Linked DNA regions of Mus musculus: region 1 is linked to region 2. The links are chromatin contacts, called in public HiChIP or PLAC-seq maps. All regions are on one chromosome and are shown on one strand. Each heading gives the region's core, a stretch centred on a gene start, on an enhancer-like site or on the middle of the called end of the contact. The rest is flanking DNA. Distances are from core to core; before and after follow the strand shown.

Region 1 (2,700 bases), core at 86-2,585, 71 kb after region 2:
ATCCCCGATGATAGAAACTCAAGCAAGCCTGTGTAATGAGAACTGAAAGTCTCCCCCAGCTGTATGTGAATTCAAGGTGCTTCAAAAGCAGTGTGAACCCACAGTTCCTTTCTAGGGATGAGCTGTCTCCTGCATCAGTGTAGAGATGGGAGGTGTCCAGGTTCCTGCTGCCTACCTTGCCTCTGTCCCCGCTTTCCAACATCACTCTTGGCCCCAAGGCTACAGTTCTCTTTCAGAACTTCCTTCCTCTCCATCAGAGACCCTCTCACATGTGGTTACTGTATGTAACAGAGTCCACCAGCTAGCTGAATTACAGCGAAGGCCACCATACTGGACACACTTGATCTCACAGGGCTTGCTGTCCTTTGATCAGCATGTAAATCCTTCAAGGTCAAGGACTTCACTGTTTGGTTCCCTGCTCTCTCTCTCTCTCTCTGCTCTCTTTGCCCTATGTTTCTCTCTCTGTCTCTCTCTTTTTGTCTGACTCTCTGTTTCTCTCTCTGCCCCCTCTCTGTTTCTCCTTCTCTCTGCTCTCTATCTTTTTGTCTGTCTCTCTCTTTCTGTCTTTTTGTCTGTCTCTCTCTGGTTTTGTCTGTCTGTCTTTTTGTTTTTGTCTCTGTCTTTTTTGTCTGTCTTTTCCTCTGTCTCTCTCTCTCTCTCTCTCTTCCCCCCCTGTCTCTCTCTCTCTCCTCTCTGATCTCTGCTCTCTGCTCTCTCTTATTCCTGGAACACTGTACTGCACAGACTGGGCACTGAATGAGTGTTTGGTGATGGGAGAGATGGATGCATCTCTGTAGAAAAAGTCTTATTAACTGAATCCATCACTCCAGATGACTCAACACCTAAGTGAGCTGGCCTTTTTTCACACTTGAGAAATAAGGGTAACAATATCCATTTTTCAAAAATTATTTGTCAAGAGTAAATGGTAAGTAGCCTTGCCTTGTGCCACATAATTATTGATGGCGTTTTATGATATCACTGAGACTCACAAGGACAGGAGAGGCATGGGTGCCAGAGCCTTGGGTTGTCACCCACCTTGCCTACCAGAAATCGCTGGTGTTTTCCACCAAGAGCCAAACAAAGACTGTCCTGGTGGTGCTGAGGTTTTTACACTTCCTTCCTCCAGTAGCAAAAATACGGGTTGCTGACTATAGTCCACTAGGTGGACAGGACCCCCTTTCAAAGAACTTTACAGTTACCTAGATGATATGTAATTTCCAAGAATCAAGAAGCATTCCACAGACTTAATAATTCTGAAATGAAAAAAATTTGCATGTCACAGTGAAATCATTGACCTAGTTACATAAGTGCCCTCCTGCCTCCACCTTTGCTACCTCCAGTTTGCAGCGCTGAAAACAGAACACTTGTGGTAAGGTATCTACCCCAGGAGGGTGAAGAACAAGCCACACACTGCTTTGGGGAGCCCAGCTTGGAGCAGAATAGCAAGAACAGACACGGTGCTAGTAACCTGCAGTTCGAAGTCATCACTTTCAGTCCCCTGTGACCAGGGCCAGGGTCTCCACACCTGTGAGAGGAAGCAAAGATCTAAGGAATCTGAAATTTGAGAGAGAAACTGCAGCTGCCAGTTTGTGGGTTGGAACATTATTGGTAAGTTTTGTTTCAGCTTGGACTTTGGGAAAACACTAGGTTTCTGCTGTTGTAAATGGCAGGCTTTAAAAGAAGAATAATATTGCCGTGGTCACATCACCAAGTCCTGGGTGCTTAGAGACTTGGGTTCCTTCAATCCCGTTTAGATGAAAGCCAGGTGCTCACTTTGGTAGTCTTTTGAGTGCCGTGAGTATTTTATTCTATGGGACTTAGAACATCAACTGTTGCTCCAACTATGTCTAGGGTTGGAAAGGAGTCATGCCCTTGGGTGCTGCAGGAAAGAAGTCTGAGTCTCCTGAGTTTTTCAGGTGTTAGGGTCTCTGCCCTTTCTACTCCATAAGGAGATAGAATATGATGTATTTTTGTTTGGTTATATTTTTAGACAAGGTCTCATATATCCCAGGCTGGCCTTGACCTTGCAATTAGCCAAGGATAAGCCTGATCCTCTGCTACCATCTCCTGAATGCTGAGATTACTGGCATGTACCACTGTACCAGGTTTTCTGAGCTGCTGGGAACTGAACCTAGTCTTCCATGTACACCATGCAAGAGCTTGCCTTGCCTCTCCCTCCCTCTCCTTCCTTCCTTCCTTCCTTTCCTCCTCCTCCTCTTCCTCCTCCTCCTCCTTCTCCTCCTTCTTCTTCTCCTTCTCCTCCTCCTCCTCCTCCTCCTCCTCCTCCTCCTTCTTCTTCTTCTTCTCCTTCTTCTCCTTCTTCTCCTTCTTCTTCTCTCCCTTTCTTTCTTTCTTTCTTTCTTTCTTTCTTCCTTCACTTTTCAAGACAGGGTTTCTTTGTGTAGCTCTCTGCCTCTGCCTCTGCCTCTGCCTCTGCCTCTGCCTCTGCCTCTGCCTCTGCCTCTGCCTCTGCCTCTGCCTCTGCCTCTGCCTCTGCCTCTGCCTCTGCCTCTGCCTCTGCCTCTGTCTCCCAAGTGCTGGAATTAAAGGCATGCACCACCACCACCTGACCTGAATTCAGTTTTTAATCATCCACTACTGAGCTCTGAATGACTTACTGAGAGCTTGCTATATTGCCTTCAGGCTGGGTGCTTCTCTCAGGGGAGATGCTCAGGTGTGCCTAGGCACAGTTATGATAAA
Region 2 (2,700 bases), core at 64-2,563:
TCAGACTGATGGCTGCCTGGCTGTGGGAGATAGTTTTCAACATCTTCAAGCCTCTCAATCTTCAAGGGTCTAGAACAGGATAGCCACTCAATTTGAAAGTATTGATTAGATGCATTTCAGACCTTTCTGAGTATCCGATCTACAGATCAGCTAATGCCTCAAGCCCGTCATTCTCCACAGTAGTGTGTCATCTGCATTGGACCAGCCTCCCAACCCCCATTCCTGGTTCCTTCTGCCAACTACACCAGTGCTGCTTTCACTGCACACAGACGAGTTTCTTCCTTTACTGGAGCACTCTCCCCTTCATCTGGCCCTAGCTTGAAGTTTGCACACTACAAGGACTCCTCTTAGTTTTTCCTGATCTATTAAACCCATTTCCTTTCCTGTGCCCCGATTGTAATTAGACTGCCAGCATGGGAAGTACTCTTTGCTCCCTCTTAACCAATGTCCTCAGTGTTCGGTGTGACCCTTCTAACCCCCTAACTGTTCTCCTTAAGGCCAGGCTTAAAAATTAACCTCTCAATGGTTCCTTTCTTGGAAGATGTAGGAAAACAAACAAAAAAACCACTCTTCTAGTTTCTCTCATAAAAAGCAGCACAGAAAGCGTTTAACTTTATTCCTACGTGAATATGCATTCATACTGCACAGGCCACTTGCGTGGTTGGAAATGAGTCCACAACCCTTTTACAGACCGGTATGGGGAAACTTTGTGAAGTTCCAAGCCAACACGTTTGAAGCTTCCCATGTATGAGGCAGCCTGGAATTTCCTCTCCTGGCCGATTGCTCTTTCAAAAGAATAAGAGCAAGGTTCCAGAGACAGCAGACCCCGCCGCCGAGCAAAACCGGCTTAAGCTGAGCGAGTATACACGCACAGAGGCGAGAATAGAATGCCTACTTGCTGCTCACGCTTAGAAACAACCCCTTGGAAGGCCCCGCCCCGCAGTTTACTCCGCCCACTTGGAGTCTCCGCTCCGCAGTTCCTCTTGTCCCTCCCTCCCAGAGCCTCTCCCCCCGACACCGCCATCTAAGCGGGTCGAGCCAGTAAGTTCAGCCAAAGTGGACTCTTCTCTCGCACAGGAATGGGGAAATTAAGTGCAATTTAGTGAAATTTCTAATATAATTCTGTTAATATGCCACAGAGCGCGTCACCAGAGCCTGACCCGGTCACCAGAGCCTGACCCCGCCCCGTGTCCATGGCTCCGCCCATAAACGACACGCTGAGACCTCGCCCCTCGCGTCATGAAACCCAAACACCGGCCTGAAGGCCCCACCCCGTAGGTCTTCTTCCCCGCGTGAGGGGCGGGGCTGCGACTGCGCGCTCGCGGGCCGGGTGGCTTCCGCGGCGGCCGTTGGCCGTTAGCGCGGCTTGGGTGGTTGTCTTGGAGAAGCAAGATGGCGGCGACTACCGCCGCGGTGGTGGCCGAGGAAGACACGGAGCTGCGCGACCTGCTGGTGCAGACGCTGGAGAACAGCGGCGTGCTGAACCGCATCAAGGTGCGGCGGGGCGGCCGCCGGGGCTCGGGGCTGCGCGGGACGCCGGCACGAGGCGGCCACGCGGCCGTGGGGCCTTGGCCCGAGTTCGTGGGCCGGGTGTGGAGCGCACAGGCCCGTCGCCTTCCATCGCTCGCTGCCCGCGCGGCCGGCACCCTCGTGTCTGCCCCCGTTCTTTCAGGTTGCGAAACTGACTTATAATCTTGTGGTTTTTTTTTTTTTTTGAAGGCTGAACTCAGAGCGGCTGTGTTTTTAGCACTAGAAGAACAAGAAAAAGTAGAGGTAAGAGATCCCCAGACCTTGTTCATGCCGTACCTCTTAATGCCCGGTTTCTAATAAATGAAAAGCCGTCCTGAAATAGTTCAGTAACTAACCGGGGATGCTTCTGAACGGCTAAGGATTGGGCTTTTACCAATACTCATTTTCTAAATCATTTTGCACGTTTAGAGTGGCCTTAAAGTAGCACAGGAATTTCGGGAGACAGTAGTAGCTAAGGCTCAGGTGCAGGAGTCACGTGAAAGCGGTTCGTTGAGTTACCGGAAGTATTACTTTGAAATTTTTATAAGCTAGTACACTTCAAATGTCTTGGCAGTAAGGAATGCACACTGGAACCTTTTCCCAAATTCTGATTGGTTGGTTAAAAATCTGACCATTACTTTAAAAACATCTCTGATCTTATCCCCCCACCCCCCAAAAAAGAAATCTAGTGAGACCTGAATGTTTAATAACTTGGCTTTTCTGCCTACCCCAGGCCCCAGCAACCATCCTGAGTAAATGTCCTGTAACTCCTTGTCAGTAAGAATCACAGGAGAATCAAAGTCTTACTGTGTGACAGATCTGCCTCCATCCTTCCACGGCTGTGGCCCTGTTTAACCTACCTGCTCTTAACTTTCTCCTCTTCATCCTTACTGGTTGGTTCTTGGCCAGGCTGGGTCCCATTGTCCACCCTTGGGAGTCTCATGTTTCTTTGCTTTCTAGTTAAACAGTAATTATCATTTGATCCAGTGAATTATTTTCTTAACCTGTTTCTGCATAAGCATTGCCAAAGAAAAGTCACTTAGCCAGGTGACTGTGTGAGTTCCGTAGTGGTGGGTTGTAACTGAGCAGGGTCTGGGGTTCTCCCGTCTGGTCCCCTTTAGCTTTCTTACCTGATCCTTCACTCACAGGAACAAGAGAAGCTCCTGGGTCCTAACTTGTGCCCTGTTGCTG

The links. HiChIP or PLAC-seq counts read pairs in DNA pulled down with a chosen protein or histone mark.
Region 1: an H3K4me3 HiChIP or PLAC-seq map of the 230-238 cell line shows a contact between it and region 2, with 17 read pairs. The contact joins the promoter of Ccr6 here to the promoter of Cep43 in region 2. A contact is called at or near these places in 3 of 39 promoter capture datasets (the C10 cell line, the HPC-7 cell line and embryonic stem cells), 3 of 115 datasets of contacts at active chromatin or transcription factors (the 230-238 cell line, the HPC-7 cell line and microglia) and 3 of 9 other capture datasets (adipose tissue, liver and pancreatic islet).

The regions. Positions count from the first base shown.
Region 1 is chr17:8,234,708-8,237,407 of GRCm38.p6, forward strand. Ccr6 (chemokine (C-C motif) receptor 6) reads left to right here and starts at 1,336. Exons shown (of 3, transcript NM_001190333.1): 1 at 1,336-1,608.
Region 2 is chr17:8,164,205-8,166,904 of GRCm38.p6, forward strand. Cep43 (centrosomal protein 43) reads left to right here and starts at 1,314. Exons shown (of 12, transcript NM_201230.5): 1 at 1,314-1,494; 2 at 1,720-1,773. The coding sequence starts at 1,393.